3 separate regions of the Mus musculus genome follow, and all the other regions are linked to region 2. A link is a contact called in public HiCAR-type and HiChIP or PLAC-seq data. All regions are on one chromosome and are shown on one strand. Each heading gives the region's core, a stretch centred on a gene start, on an enhancer-like site or on the middle of the called end of the contact. The rest is flanking DNA. Distances are from core to core; before and after follow the strand shown.

Evidence for each region. HiCAR-type assays count read pairs that join an accessible place to other places. HiChIP or PLAC-seq counts read pairs in DNA pulled down with a chosen protein or histone mark.
Region 1: a contact with region 2 is called in an H3K27ac HiChIP or PLAC-seq map of microglia, with 6 times the contacts expected there. The contact joins two enhancer-like sites. A contact is called at or near these places in 1 of 15 datasets of contacts at CTCF or cohesin (pro-B cells), 3 of 484 Hi-C or Micro-C datasets (LSK cells, bone marrow-derived macrophages and myeloid progenitors), 8 of 115 datasets of contacts at active chromatin or transcription factors (bone marrow-derived dendritic cells, bone marrow-derived macrophages, double positive thymocytes and 5 more) and 2 of 9 other capture datasets (adipose tissue and liver).
Region 3: a HiCAR-type map of Th2 cells shows a contact between it and region 2, with 5 times the contacts expected there. The contact joins the promoter of Mir155hg here to the enhancer-like site in region 2. A contact is called at or near these places in 6 of 39 promoter capture datasets (the 3T3-L1 cell line, the C10 cell line, the HPC-7 cell line and 1 more), 3 of 15 datasets of contacts at CTCF or cohesin (CD8 T cells, large pre-B cells and pro-B cells), 42 of 484 Hi-C or Micro-C datasets (B cells, CD4 T cells, CD8 T cells and 25 more) and 17 of 115 datasets of contacts at active chromatin or transcription factors (the 230-238 cell line, CD4 single positive thymocytes, CD8 T cells and 11 more).

The regions. Positions count from the first base shown.
Region 1 is chr16:84,812,964-84,817,428 of GRCm38.p6, reverse strand. It overlaps Jam2 (junction adhesion molecule 2), which reads right to left. Exons shown (of 10, transcript NM_023844.5): 5 at 4,331-4,465; 6 at 2,161-2,260; 7 at 1,056-1,163. It overlaps Gm46557 (a long non-coding RNA gene), which reads left to right. Exons shown (of 2, transcript XR_001781961.2): 2 at 1-151. Among named protein-coding and RNA genes, the nearest start is that of Gm46557, 7.6 kb to the left of the region's middle. Within about 2 kb of position 3,133, at least 50 of the 459 cell types and tissues checked have an H3K27ac peak or open chromatin away from gene starts, as enhancers often do. A contact at or near this core is called in bone marrow-derived macrophages, microglia and myeloid progenitors, where this site is marked.
Region 2 is chr16:84,580,954-84,585,479 of GRCm38.p6, reverse strand. No RefSeq gene overlaps it. Among named protein-coding and RNA genes, the nearest start is that of Gm32073, 25 kb to the right of the region's middle. Within about 2 kb of position 1,924, at least 134 of the 459 cell types and tissues checked have an H3K27ac peak or open chromatin away from gene starts, as enhancers often do. A contact at or near this core is called in the 230-238 cell line, B cells, CD4 single positive thymocytes and 29 more, where this site is marked.
Region 3 is chr16:84,710,906-84,715,139 of GRCm38.p6, reverse strand. Mir155hg (Mir155 host gene (non-protein coding)) reads right to left here and starts at 2,117. Exons shown (of 2, transcript NR_132106.1): 1 at 2,047-2,117; 2 at 1-1,087. It overlaps Mir155 (microRNA 155), which reads right to left and starts at 1,000; the gene lies at 936-1,000.

The sequences.
Region 1 (4,465 bases), core at 1,884-4,383, 230 kb before region 2:
TTGATGTATAAATGCTAATGTATAATGTAGAAATGATGTATAACTACTTATAAATGATATTGGAAGCGCCTTTGGATTTTATTTCAATGTGAATCATTTTCAACCTAAATTCTAAAACTGATACCCATTATTAAAAGACGGCTCTAAAACATCTTCATGCTATAGTTTATTATTTCATTTAAAAATTCAACTTCATGTCCTTTTGTTAGGGCAGGAAGCTCTTGAGGTTTCATAGATTTAAACACAGGGACTGAAGGCATATATTAAGAGAATGAGATGTTTAAATCTCAAAAATTTACATCAGACCAATTGCTTAATCAAATGTAGTTTGAAGTTACAAGAGTTGACCAAGAAGCACGAAAAGCCTTGCCTGGAAGCAGCTCTAATTCCGTAGGGCCTGTGTATGCTCATTGGTTTTGTTTTGCAATGGTTTTGAAACAGGATCTCACTATATAGCCCGAACTTACTATTCTTACGACTCTGTGCTAGGACCACGGGGATATACCAACACACCCAACGAGGTTTCTAGCTGTGCCTAGCAGTTTTCTTTATCCTTGTATTAAATTAGATATTACACAGTTCTATACCAAAACATTTCACTGATGGCTTATTTTAATGAAATTATAAATTCATTGTGTTTTTATAATTATAATTATATTTATAAATTCATTATTATTTTTATAAAATAAGAAATTAATGCCTTTCCTGAAAGGCATAATTTCTAACATAAAATATAAGGACCTCATACCATATGTTACTGCACTATAAACATTTGTCTACACTGAATGTCTTTGTGCTGCTACGCTCTCAGGATGACGCTCACACATTCCATAGAGTTCCAGAATTTCACAAAAAGGACGTGTTATATGGTTGCCGAGGTGTATCACAGCGCATATGCACATCATTGTGAACGTTGTAGCACAGCAGCCATAAAAACACTCTCTCCAGAGTTGGTGGTAGAACTTCATGGGAGAAACAGTACCTTGAAAAGAAACCTCGCTATTCAGAAGAACATAGAGACTATCATGTATCTGAGAAGGACGAATTTAACTTACTTGAAAAGTAGCCTTTCCTCTGAGCATAGCATGTGCCAAGGCCACATACAGAAATCACGAAGGCCACCACCACAACCGTTGCTATGATGCCGCTTATGTTGAGAACATCTGGAATGTAAAATAAAGCATGTGTGGATTCTTGTTAAGGAGACGGACAGATGCTATTGTTAAATCCAACAGTCATAAAAACTCTCCTTGGTAGCTATGCCAATGACAACTGTGTGCTTCTGAAGCCTACTTACCTAGTTAATTTCAATTCATGGCTCAAATGGATTGGAAATATTCAGAGAACCAAGCTTTTACAAAATCTTAAATGTTAGGACCGGCAAGATGGCACAGTGCGTAAAGGTGCTGGCCATCTAGCCTGGACACCTGAGTTCCAGCCCTGAAACCTGCCTTTGACAGCTAGGGATCAAGCCTTTGGTTTGATCCTTATTGTTGTGGGTGGGAGGGGGTATGCTCTGAAACTCATATTTCCTAGAAAAGATTAACACTCTCACTCTCTTAATTCCAAAAGTCATTTTGTGAAATACAATATATTGTAGTTACATTTTGGACAGTCTAGCTTGAAAACTATTCCGTGTGTCTTTTGGAAAACCCAGCCTGCAATTAGTATAAGCTCAGTGTGTCAGGGCCTTGACTCAGCCCTCATCCATGACTTACTGACAGTGACCCAGGTGGCTAACACTCACATAGTGCTCACGGCACACGTATAGTGCTGCTGTGTTATTGTAGTGTGACTCCAGAAAGAAAGAGTCTCTGCTGCATGTATCAAGTCGGTGGGAGCAGTTTACGTGGGACCCCAGCAGTCCATACTATAGCACACTTAACAGTGATTTGCAAGACAGATTGCTTAGAAAAGCATATTTGATAAATGAAAAACATATATATATGCTAAATTGTCTTGCCATGATTAGAAGACAGACAGAAAGCAACAGTGTTGGGTTGGTTTTGTTTTTTGTTTTTTGTTGTTGTTGTTGTTGTTGTTTTAATATTAAGCTCATTTTAAACATTTCTTCCAGCGTGTCTGTCCCCTTGCTCCCTTACCTATCAGCTCTTCCATACTCTGTCCACACACACGTCCTTCTCAAGCCCCCAGGCTTACCTACTTGCATTCGCTTCCCAGGGCACCTGCGGTGTCCGACAGAGTTCCGGGCTTCGCAGTAATACTCTCCACTGTCCATCTTGGAAATCATGTTGAATTGCTATGTATACGAGGAAAAATAAACCGGCCCTTAGGCTGTCAGTCTATGAGGAGGCTCCTAATATGGAAGTTTGTCAACAAGGGGATCTGTCCTTCTGTAATGACCCAGAAATTTATATTTCTCTTGTGAATTGAGGTATCTACCAAAACCTGCAATGTCTGTAGTAGCCTGTTTAATTTGGCAGAGAAAGACAGGCATATCTGAGGAAGTCTGTTTCTCTCTTCTCCACTCCTCCTGGTGCCTTCAACAGTATCCCACTATGCCGCCCAGGCTGGTCTCAAACCATTGATGCCCACTCTAATGTCTTCACATAGCCAGCATCACAGGTATATGTGGCCCCTCAGCATCTCTAATTTCTGGGAAATGCCATTCATAAAAGAAGACCTCCGAAGTGAAAGGGCGAGTGTACTTCCTCAGACACAGTGAGGTCACTGCAGGAGCAAACCACAGCACTTTCTCCCCAGAGTCAGGGCTACGGCCAGGAAGTAAGTAGCTCCCAGCCCACGAAACCACAACTGATGTTTTTAGGATTATAAATTACAGCAAGTCCAGAGTCCTTGAAAATTCTGAAAAGTTTAACCGTCCTGGGTGGTGGTGGCACCCCCTTTAATCCCATCACCCGGGACACCAAGGCAGGCGCATCTCCATGAGTTTGAGAACAGCCCGGGCTACACGGAGCAATCCTGTCTCAAACAAAAAATCAAAAACCCAACAACAAAAGTTCAACCCTCACTACTTCTCCCTGCCATATAATGAAAGGTAGGAATTTGGTGGGATAGACTTTATCATTTGTACCAGCAGTTTTATACCCTTGGAGCGTTTCTGGTGGGAAAGAAGAACAGGGAGGGAACTGACAAAAGAAGGAAGAGCTCGCTCCAGTTTAAGCTGCCCTTGGGCATAAGGTGTTTTACCCCATACCCCAAGGGCTGACTCCCTGAGGAGAGAGCATCCAGCACTTCAGACCTGCCTCAAGGCTTTTATCACCCACTCAGAAAAAAATAAATCTGAAGAGTAAATATAGCAGTGTGCGAAGGCAGGTTTAGTGCCCAATTTCACAGTGTAAAATGGCTCGGACCTGCTGACTGCTCCTGAAGACTGCGAACGCTAGCACATGACCTGATTCTGAGGGCAGTGCCCGCCACTCCTTCTTTCACTTAGCTACAGAGGCAGCGTGCTTTCTTGAGGACCGGAGGATGTGACTTCTGCTGATACTGCACCAGGAGAAAGAATAAATGGAAATGACCAACCTCTGTTTCCAAATTCCTAAGACTCGTTAGTATTACCTTACCTATAAGGGTTTTTTTTTTTTTTCCATAACACTTGTGGTCGTGATTTTGCATTGCTGGGAACAAAAATATTTAAAGCCCAACGCAATATTATCGCAATTGTTAGCAAAAGGTTTCAAATGAAATGATCCTTCCTCTACTCTGAAAAAAAAAATCACAGATGGAAAAGTAAAAATAGTCATGAAGCTCGAACAGCTTATTTAAGGAGCTGCTGTATCGGTTTCTCTAGGAAAGGGAACAATTGGATAATCTGGGCTAAATTTACAGATGAGGTAACAACAGAGAGGTAAGTCGCAGAGACTACACTGAAGGATCTGGCGCCAGCAGAAAGTTTAATGGCGAAGACACCCTAACGTGGTTTTCCTATGGTCACTGTTTCCACACAGTTAGCCCTGAGGCTCAGGCATCTCCCACTGAGTTTTTGGTGCATTTCCTGTGTGGTTAACATTGAGATTGAGGTTGGTTGATTTTCCAGGACATAGAGGGAGGTAGCTATAGAGTGCTTCCTGATCCATCATGAAAAAGAGTTGACCTGCCCTGAGTTGCTGGTCATGCCCTGTCTGCTTGGCTCCCTGGTTTTCCGACCCCATCTTCCCACTTCCCACAGTAAGTAGTCTGTTCCATCATGTCTTAGCACATGTACCATCCTCTTGCCTGCTACCACCGCTACCACCCCCCTCCACTTAGTAAGCAATGAGCTTGACCTATTATGTATAATTTAAGGATCTAATAACCTTTTTTCTCACGATGACAGACAGAAGTTTAATGCCTGAAACGACCTTACCAGAATTCCAGACTTCGTGTTCATTGTGTACGAGCTGTTGTTGTGTGTGCCGCCTTTTGGATTCCCTAGCAAACTTGTGCCATCTTTAAACCAGATGTACTCCGGAGCTGGGTTTCCTTCTTTATCCTGGCATCG
Region 2 (4,526 bases), core at 675-3,174:
TGAAGTCATCTAGGAAGAGGCAGCATTTTCTTTTCAAATTACCCACACCTGATCTCTCTTCTGAAGTCCTTTAGCCAAGCAGATGATTTTTCTATTCTCCAGGGAAAATCCCTGCCCTTTTGCTTCTTGAATGTTTCCCCTCTCAGATTCATTTTTGCCCCTTTATGCTAGAAAACCCATAAACCAGAGACATAAAGAAAGTTTTGGTTTTCCACCCCACCCCGTGATACCCACATCCACAGGAAATAACTCAGAATGGACTAATTGGCTGCCGTGGCTGCACGGATGGCAAAGAGGAACTGGGAAACTCAGGGAAAAGCATCCACGCACATCTGAGTAACCTGCGGCAATGTTCATGCACTGCATTGCCTTACAACTTGGCAGAGTTTAAAAACAAATGTTTCTGCTCATTTCGGTCTGGACGCTCTCCTCCAGGAGAGTTCCTGGTTCAGTTTCATTCGGGTACCTTCTTCATTCTCATTGAGGAAAAAAAAATCCTCTATATACATTCTTTGAGCTCAACTGATGAAAATTCAGATTCCTTGAGAGAAACGTCAGTGTCGTCGTAATTCTGAAATCTCAGCATCTGAAGCATCTGAAGATGCTCACGTGGGCCTTGCAGCTCAGTTTTTTTACAAAAGAAATAGCCTCAATTTAGGTTTTTCATCCCTTGGAAGAGTACAGAAAATTCAATATTGATTCTTGCCCCGGGGTTTCTTGGTCACTCACCGAGGACATAAAAATCATTTTCAGGAGAAGTAGTGTAACACAGGCTATCTATCTTTACTTAAAATCTTATTTGATAGAAAATGTAACAGGCTTAGAAGATTTCCACTTTTAGTTAGTGCTTTCATGGGATAAAACTCTGATCCGTGCTGTGTAAAGTGAACCATATAGGAGGGCAAGTTCTGTTTGGCAGCAGATTTTCTAATCTAAACAATATTATATAGGTTTGCAGTTGCTTTGGTCCCCTGGGGAGCTTCACTACTGGATACTCTCTCCACACCGGGGTTAAGATTAGCATCCTGTAGAGATGCTGAGGATACATTCTAGCATCAACATTTTCAGTGACTCAACAGAATAGCTCCGGTTACATTCAGAATGTGAGTGAGCGGTGCTGTTTTTCTAAGTGTCCACAGATGTATTTGACACTGTTCTTTGGATGCAAAGCCTTTGAGGCACATGGAGGACTTCATAATTAAGAAAGACCTGCTAAAGAGGCTTGTGATAGAAGCACACGGGTATGAAGCACGTAAACAGGACTTCTTGATGGCCCCAGTGGCAGCTGAGACATTGTTTTTTTTTTTTTTTTTAAACAAAACAAAAACATTTTCAGAGTATACTGGAGCAGTTGATGTCTCTCAGCCATCTGGATCTCTGTGGGTAGTCACTGCATCGACACCATGTGACAAAGTGTCAGGGACAGGAAGCTGTGGTTTACTTCATTGTTTTCTGGTAAGAAAGTCTCAGAAGTCAGTAACTGCTTGAAAGTGTCTTTAAGTTGGAGATCCCACACAGACTATAATGAGAGGATCCAGGTATAAACGTGCCTGTGTGTGCGTGCGTGTGTGCTGTGTGCGTGCATGCGTGTGTGTGCGTGTATGCGTGTGTGTGTGTGTGTGTGTGTGTGTGTGTGCGCGCGCGTGTGCGTGTGCGTGTGCGTGTGCGTGTGTGTGTGTGTGTGTGGTGTGAGCGCGCACACACACCACACACAGAGTCTAGGAAGCATCCCAGGAATATCTGTAGGCCTACTTTTGTTTTTAGGGTTGATGAATCACAAAGTAGAACTAAGACTGTGAGCAATAAGAGTATTTCAAGCAGATGGAGATTTCGAAAGGTTAGGGTTTTTTTGTCTTTCCGTTTCCTTGCTGAATCAGACACATGACGTATTCAGTGAGGGAGATCACATGACCACAAGCCTCTGCCTGTGTCCGATCTGAGTGCTGCAGTTGGTTAGTCACTGAGGATTTCACAGCTCGAGTCCGAGGTGTCTAGGCTTTCAGAAACTCTAGAAAATTCCAGGGAAACAGAATTCTAACCTGTTTACTCTAGAGCGCCTCTCACAGGTGTCAGTTTGAATGACTGTATGGTAACCAAAATCATTGCTACATTTGAGCTAGAACTCTGTGACTGCAGGCCATCCCACAGACTAGTATTTAAAGTCAGAAGGACATAGTTCAAAGTGTGGTCACCAGCGTAAATTTGGACCTTGACACTGTCTGAATGTGGGTATCAATTTCCTAGGCCAACATAACTCTTTCTTCAAATTATTATTTTAAAAATTAATTGAGGAGCTAAATATAAAATTACTTGATGTAGATTTAAGATTCCATCAAGGTCATACTTCTAGTATCCCCACACATAATAAAACCTTTGGAGGCTAAAGAATCCTACATGAAATGAAGTGGTATGTATATTCATCTCAATTATGTAGTCCTCATATACTGGAAGTTATCTGTCAACTACTCATCCAATCTATTGTTTAGGAATTAACAACAAAATTTCTCTACATATTCAGTGGAAGTGTAATTAAGAAATGTCTTTGGGCTAAAAAGATGGCTTAGCAGTTGAAAGGACTGCTTTCTTACAGAGGACCTAGGCTCTATTCTCAGCACCCACAGGGCAGCTCACACTTATTTATAATTCCACTTCCAGAGGATCCCATGTCCTCTTCTGACCTACATGGGCAGCAGACATGCCAGTAGTTCACAGACATACATGCAGGCAAAATACCAATACATGTGAAATGAAATAATTATATATAATACAATATAATTAAAGTTTATAAAAATGTTTAATCTTTGGTTGACTATGTAGACAGAATCCTAGATATATTTAGAAAGTCCATTTTTCTACTACTTCAAAACCAACATAGAGATAAATTTGGGTTCATATTAATTTTTCCAGGTGTGTGTGCATGTTTGTGTGTGTGTATATGTGGGCGTGTTGTTGTGTGTGTTTGTGTGTATATGTGTGTTAGTGTGTGTATGTATGTGTTGTGTATGTTTATGTGTGTGTTTGTGTGTGTGTGTGTTTTTTCTTTTTCCAGTTTCTGAGATGCTCTGTAGAAATACAGAAGCTGTATTTGGCTGGGACCAGCAGCAGCCTAGCCTAATATTTGCCCCACCTGATTGTTGTTACCTGGTGTTTCTAGCAATGTTTTCTAGTTTTTGGCACTTCTTTTCTTCACATAGGAGGGATAGTTGATAACATTAGTATTTGGTTTTGATAGCCTTGGTCCAGTCATAAACTTTGAAATTTAGACATGATGTTGTCACTTACATACCAGTCACCCATTTAGTCCTGTATTCATGCCCATTTATCCATACAGGCAGATCAACTTTATCAATAGTTTTTCTTTTAAAAATAACTTTTTAAAGTTTTTAAGTTATTTTATTGTAAGTAGATCATTTCCTCCCTCTCTCTCCTCTAAGCTGACTCATATATCTCCTCTTCCTTACTCTCTTTCTAATTCATGGCCCTTAAAAAAAATTTATGGATTCTTTGTGAGTTTCACATCATGTACTCCAGTCCCCCTCATCTCTCCATCCCCTCATATGCACCTGTTGCCTTTACAACCTCTCTCATAAAATAACACACACAGACACACACACAGACACCCACACACACAGACACACACACACACACACACACACACAGACACACAGACACACAGACAGACAGACAGGCACACACACACACACACACACACACACACACACACACACACAGCATAGAAAACATCTCATTGTGGAAAGTGTAGTGTGTCCCACAGTGTATCCCTCTGTCCACACATCTTCACTTGCTCATGTTCCTTGCAATGAGTCATCGGTCTGGTTCAAGATCTCTGGCTTCCATGACACAATCAAAGTTGTATCCTTACAGGGACTCAATTATCTGCTTATCTTGTTGTTGCCCTGTGTGGAACAGCAGGATCCAAAGAGCAAGTGGCCTTTTCACTTGTCCCAACCATTTGCAGATGATACAGATTTTGGGGTGGGCCAACTCCGAACCCTGAATCTGGGCCTGGGTGATAGCTAAGGTGGTCAGCGCTGGCTCTCTCAGCACCACCAGGGTTGGTTCTCAAGCACTGCTTGTACTGGGTGGCCCAGTGCTGCCACCAGCAGGAGGCAGGGTCAGCTCTCCTGTTCTCATGCCTTCAGGCCACTTTACCTGCACCCTATCCTTCAGAGCTAGCTCCATTGTGCTGTGCAGTCGAGATGCAGAGACCCCCCTTTCCCAAGGAGCCTGGCCACTCTCTTCTCTCCCATCTTCAGGTCTGGATCACCTGTGCTTCACCACGAGGGCCAGATCCACTATTGCCCAGGCGAGGTGCAAGGCTGGCTCTCTGGAGTGCTACAGCCAGAGATGGGGCTGGGCTAGCTATCACATTCTTCTGCCCTCGGTCCAGCTCTTCTAACTACTTCAGATAGCAAGAGGAAATGGCAATACCCCCCTACCCATACCATCTCAAGGCAGACAAGTAGAGGGAGGCAGTCCTGAGCTCTCATTCTTCGGAGTCTAAT
Region 3 (4,234 bases), core at 868-3,367, 130 kb before region 2:
TAGGAAACGTGGGTCTCCTTACTACACAGCTTTACTGTGCAGCTAAAGCAGTAAGCTTGAACCCAGATTTGGGTTTCATTTCAAATGTGAATATTTGAAATTAAATATTAATTAAATTAAATATTTATACCGTGTGAGGAATATATAGGTAGCCCTCAGGAATGATTTGTCATGTCACTTTTTAATACTTCATCTTATTTTCTTAATTTTTTGATAAGGCATTTTTCTGTGTAGCTAAGGCTGTCCTGGAGCTCACTCTGTAGACCAGGTTGGCCTTCGACTCAGCCATCTGCCTGTCTCTGCCTCCCGAGTGCTGGGATTAAAGGAGTAAACTACCAACAGCTGGCTCATAGATTTTAAAAAAATCATTCAGTGTTGACTCAGTTTTTCCTTACCTAGCCCTAAACTCTAACACTAACCCTAAATTTTTCCTTACACTAAAACACAAGAGTTACAAATTTTAAATCAAAGTTGACTAATACATTGTAATGTGGAAAAAATGCCAATTCCAAGTCTTACAAGAGGTATTCCAGACAATCCTAGATGTCAGTCGAGAATGGCCGTCCTGAATTTTAACTACAGAAATATAGAAATGTCCTTTTTAGTGCATTCATTTTGTATTCTGGTTGAATCATTGAAGATGGTTATGAACATAATTTTGAAATAAAAATGATACAAGTTTCACTTTCCATTCAAGATAAAAAATAAACATGTGGGCTTGAAGTTGAGATGTTGTTTAGGATACTGCTGATCTATCTTTTAAATGACATTTATCGTAACACTTACAGTGGACTATCCTAGTAACCAGGTTATGACTAGCACATTAAATGATAGAGTCTGACATCTACGTTCATCCAGCAGGGTGACTCTTGGACTTGTCATCCTCCCACGGTGGCCATTTGTTCCATGTGAGTGCTAGTAACAGGCCTTGTGTCCTGTTAATGCTAACAGGTAGGAGTCAGTCAGAGGCCAAAACCCCTATCACAATTAGCATTAACAGCATACAGCCTTCAGCAAGCCTCCAGCAGCCAGAGGATAAGGGATATGCAACTTAAACCACACACTTCCCCTTCCTGGTTTGCAGCACCTGCAAAGAGAAAAAGAAATAGTTGTGTGTACGCACACAGTTAGTTATAAAGTAGAGTGAACGATTATGAATCTGAAGGCAAGGTAGACTTCAGCTTTGAAAGAAAAGAGCTCTGAAATGCTTCTAAGTAAATTTTGGAAAATTTTTGTAAGGTTTGCAATTTAAAAACTAATTATAAAATCAAACTTTAAATTCTGTGGAAATATTTGAATACATGTATCATTTTTAACACAGCCACGGTTCATAGTTCTACAATGCTGAAGTTCAAAGGACACAACTTCAGTTCTGGGTAATATTCTGACGTACATCCCACAGGTCACTAGGCAATTCAAGAAATCTCAGATATTTAGGATGGTACTTTATGATTTTTGAAAGTTAAAACTCAATGGATGAACCCATTTTGATTCTATAAATAGTAGTTGCGATTTTCACCTTATTCGTTTTTCTTTTTCTTCAAGATAGGGGGTACAGCCAGGGCAGGTCTGCCCTGAAAGGTATCTGAAAATGCTCCTGTTGTCCTCCAGTGATTCCTTTGGGGACTCACAAACCGGTGGCTTCAGTTTGACCCATGTAAAGGAAGTGCGCCTTAAAGAGCTCTGACTCAAGGGACTTGTCTCCAGCAGAGTGGTTTAGAAAAAGAAAAAAGATGAATTTGCTGTTTCCTGTTAGAGTTGGATTTTACTCTCTCAGATAAAGTGACATTTCTCCCACAAGTTTCTGGTTTCAGTGTTACTGTACGCGAACCTAGAAGTTCAAGCATCACTCAAGTCTGTGGTTCCCTTTAGGACCAGAGGGGAACCACCTTTTCTTTTCTTTAATAATGAAACCAGCTAGATGTAGAAATGTGATTAAGTTCAAAAGAAATGCATCAAGTTAAAAATTCCCCAGTGAATATATTTTGACAGGGCAGAATATCGTGGCTTGGAAATTTCCAAACCAAGGAAATATATCATACTTACTGATAGTATTTCTTTTTTAAACTTTGCTGTTTTCTCAGATGAGCTGGTTTCATGAGGAAAGTCTGTGAATTACACAGTTTCAATCTTGGATTTTATTTCAGCCAAAAGAAAGACTGTAATAATACCTTTTCTCTTCATAGTGCATTGAACTCAGTAAGTCCTCAGTAAATCTATTAAGATTCTAGTGTTCTACTTCATGCCATATTATTGACCCATTAGGGAGAATATATGCAACTGTGCATGTGTGCATGAGTGCCTACATAACCCCATTCCAATTTAAGTAAATAACTTATCTATAAGTTCTGTTTCTATCCTTTAAAGATACCATCTGAATAAAGGTATTACCAAGAATATATTTAGTATAGGTAGCCAAGGTTGCCCTATATAACCTAGGCTGGCCTTGAACTCATGACCTTACACTTCAGTCTCCCAAATTCTGGAATTATAGCCATATACCACCACATCTGGCTATATATATATAGCCATATATACATATATATGTATAGCCATATATACATATATATGTATATTACATATATACATACATGTGTGCACACATACACACCTATCTATCTATCTATCTATCTATCTATCTATCTATCTATCTATCTATCTATCTATCATCTATCTACATGAAAAGCCTAGGTTTGATTCCCAAGTACCACATACATGGACACTGGTGCAGCCTTTGATCTCAGGACTTGAGAGATGGACTTAGGAGGATCATGAGCTCAGGGCTGTTCCCAATTACTTATCACCTCTGGGGTCAGCTTGGGCTATATTGGACCCCGTCTCAATAAATAATAAAATATAATGTTAGGAATTGCTATTGCAATCAACTCTTTTGACCTTAGGTAAAAATCTCGACCAACCTTAAGCACTATATTTAGTTCAGACAAATCGTAAGTCCAGGTCCCATTCACTATGTGGCATATCACCATTTCTCTGTGGTATAGCCTAAACCTAAGGACATTCCAGGAGAATATAATTAGACTTTTCTTCAGGATAATATTTTGAGGTATAAGGGAGGCATAGAATGTCACAATCTGTCTAGTCTTGCTGATTTGCCAGGGAAAATGTTATCAGCTAAGGTACTCAGAGAAGAATATGTCCTATACTGGATCTTTTTATTTTTAGTAATTTTTTTGTGGTAACACACACACACACATGTATCTCACACATATAACACACACACACAGACACACACATACAGAGTAGGGTAGATGAACTTTTGGAGCTGTAAGAAAGGGCATCATATTCATACTCATCTTCAACTTTCATCATATACATATACACACATATATCTACATACATACATACATACATACATACATACATACACACATATACATACATACATACATACATACATACATACATACATACATACATACACACACATATACATACATACAAACAAACTTTGCCACTGTAACCAGTTTTAAGTTTCTGATTGAGTTATCAAAGACATCTGCATTCATTCCCACCTTTTCTCTCAAATGACTCCATTTGTTTTATGAGGGTCTCACTTTATGTTAAAATCATGAGTTGTAGGCCAAGTGTGGTGGCACACACCCTTAATCTTAGCACTCAAAAAGCAGAGGCAGTAAGGTTTCTGGGAGTTCCAGGCTACTCTGGTTTATATAGGGAGAGACTGTATTTCAAACAAACATACGTACAAGCAAACAAGCAAGAAAATCATGAATTAGATCCTCCTACAATTATATATATATGTATATACATGTGTATATATCTATGTGCTTATTTTTTTGTCTGGCTTATTCTTAGCACCAACCATTCGAGAGTTATCAAAGAAACTGCATGATGAAATATTTTCTTTATAGGAAGCCAGTGGTTGTATTTTTCACCAATACCATGTGGGACAGCCCTAGCTATTCACTTTGACATATACAAATTTTTGGAAACTGTTCCTTTGAGGTTCTGAAGTGAATGAATATCCACTTCTTTGGAAAAGCATGATTGTGTATTGATAGAGTAACACAAATTCTAGTTTTAAAGCCACTAGGTGAAAAGAAGGTCATATTTTGGACAATTAAAATGGTTTAATTCAGATGAGTTTATCTAATTTATCATCTAACAATCTATGTATCTATGTGTCTATGTGTCTGTCTATCTATCTATCTATCTATCTATCTATCTATCTATCTATCTATCTGTATCTATGTAT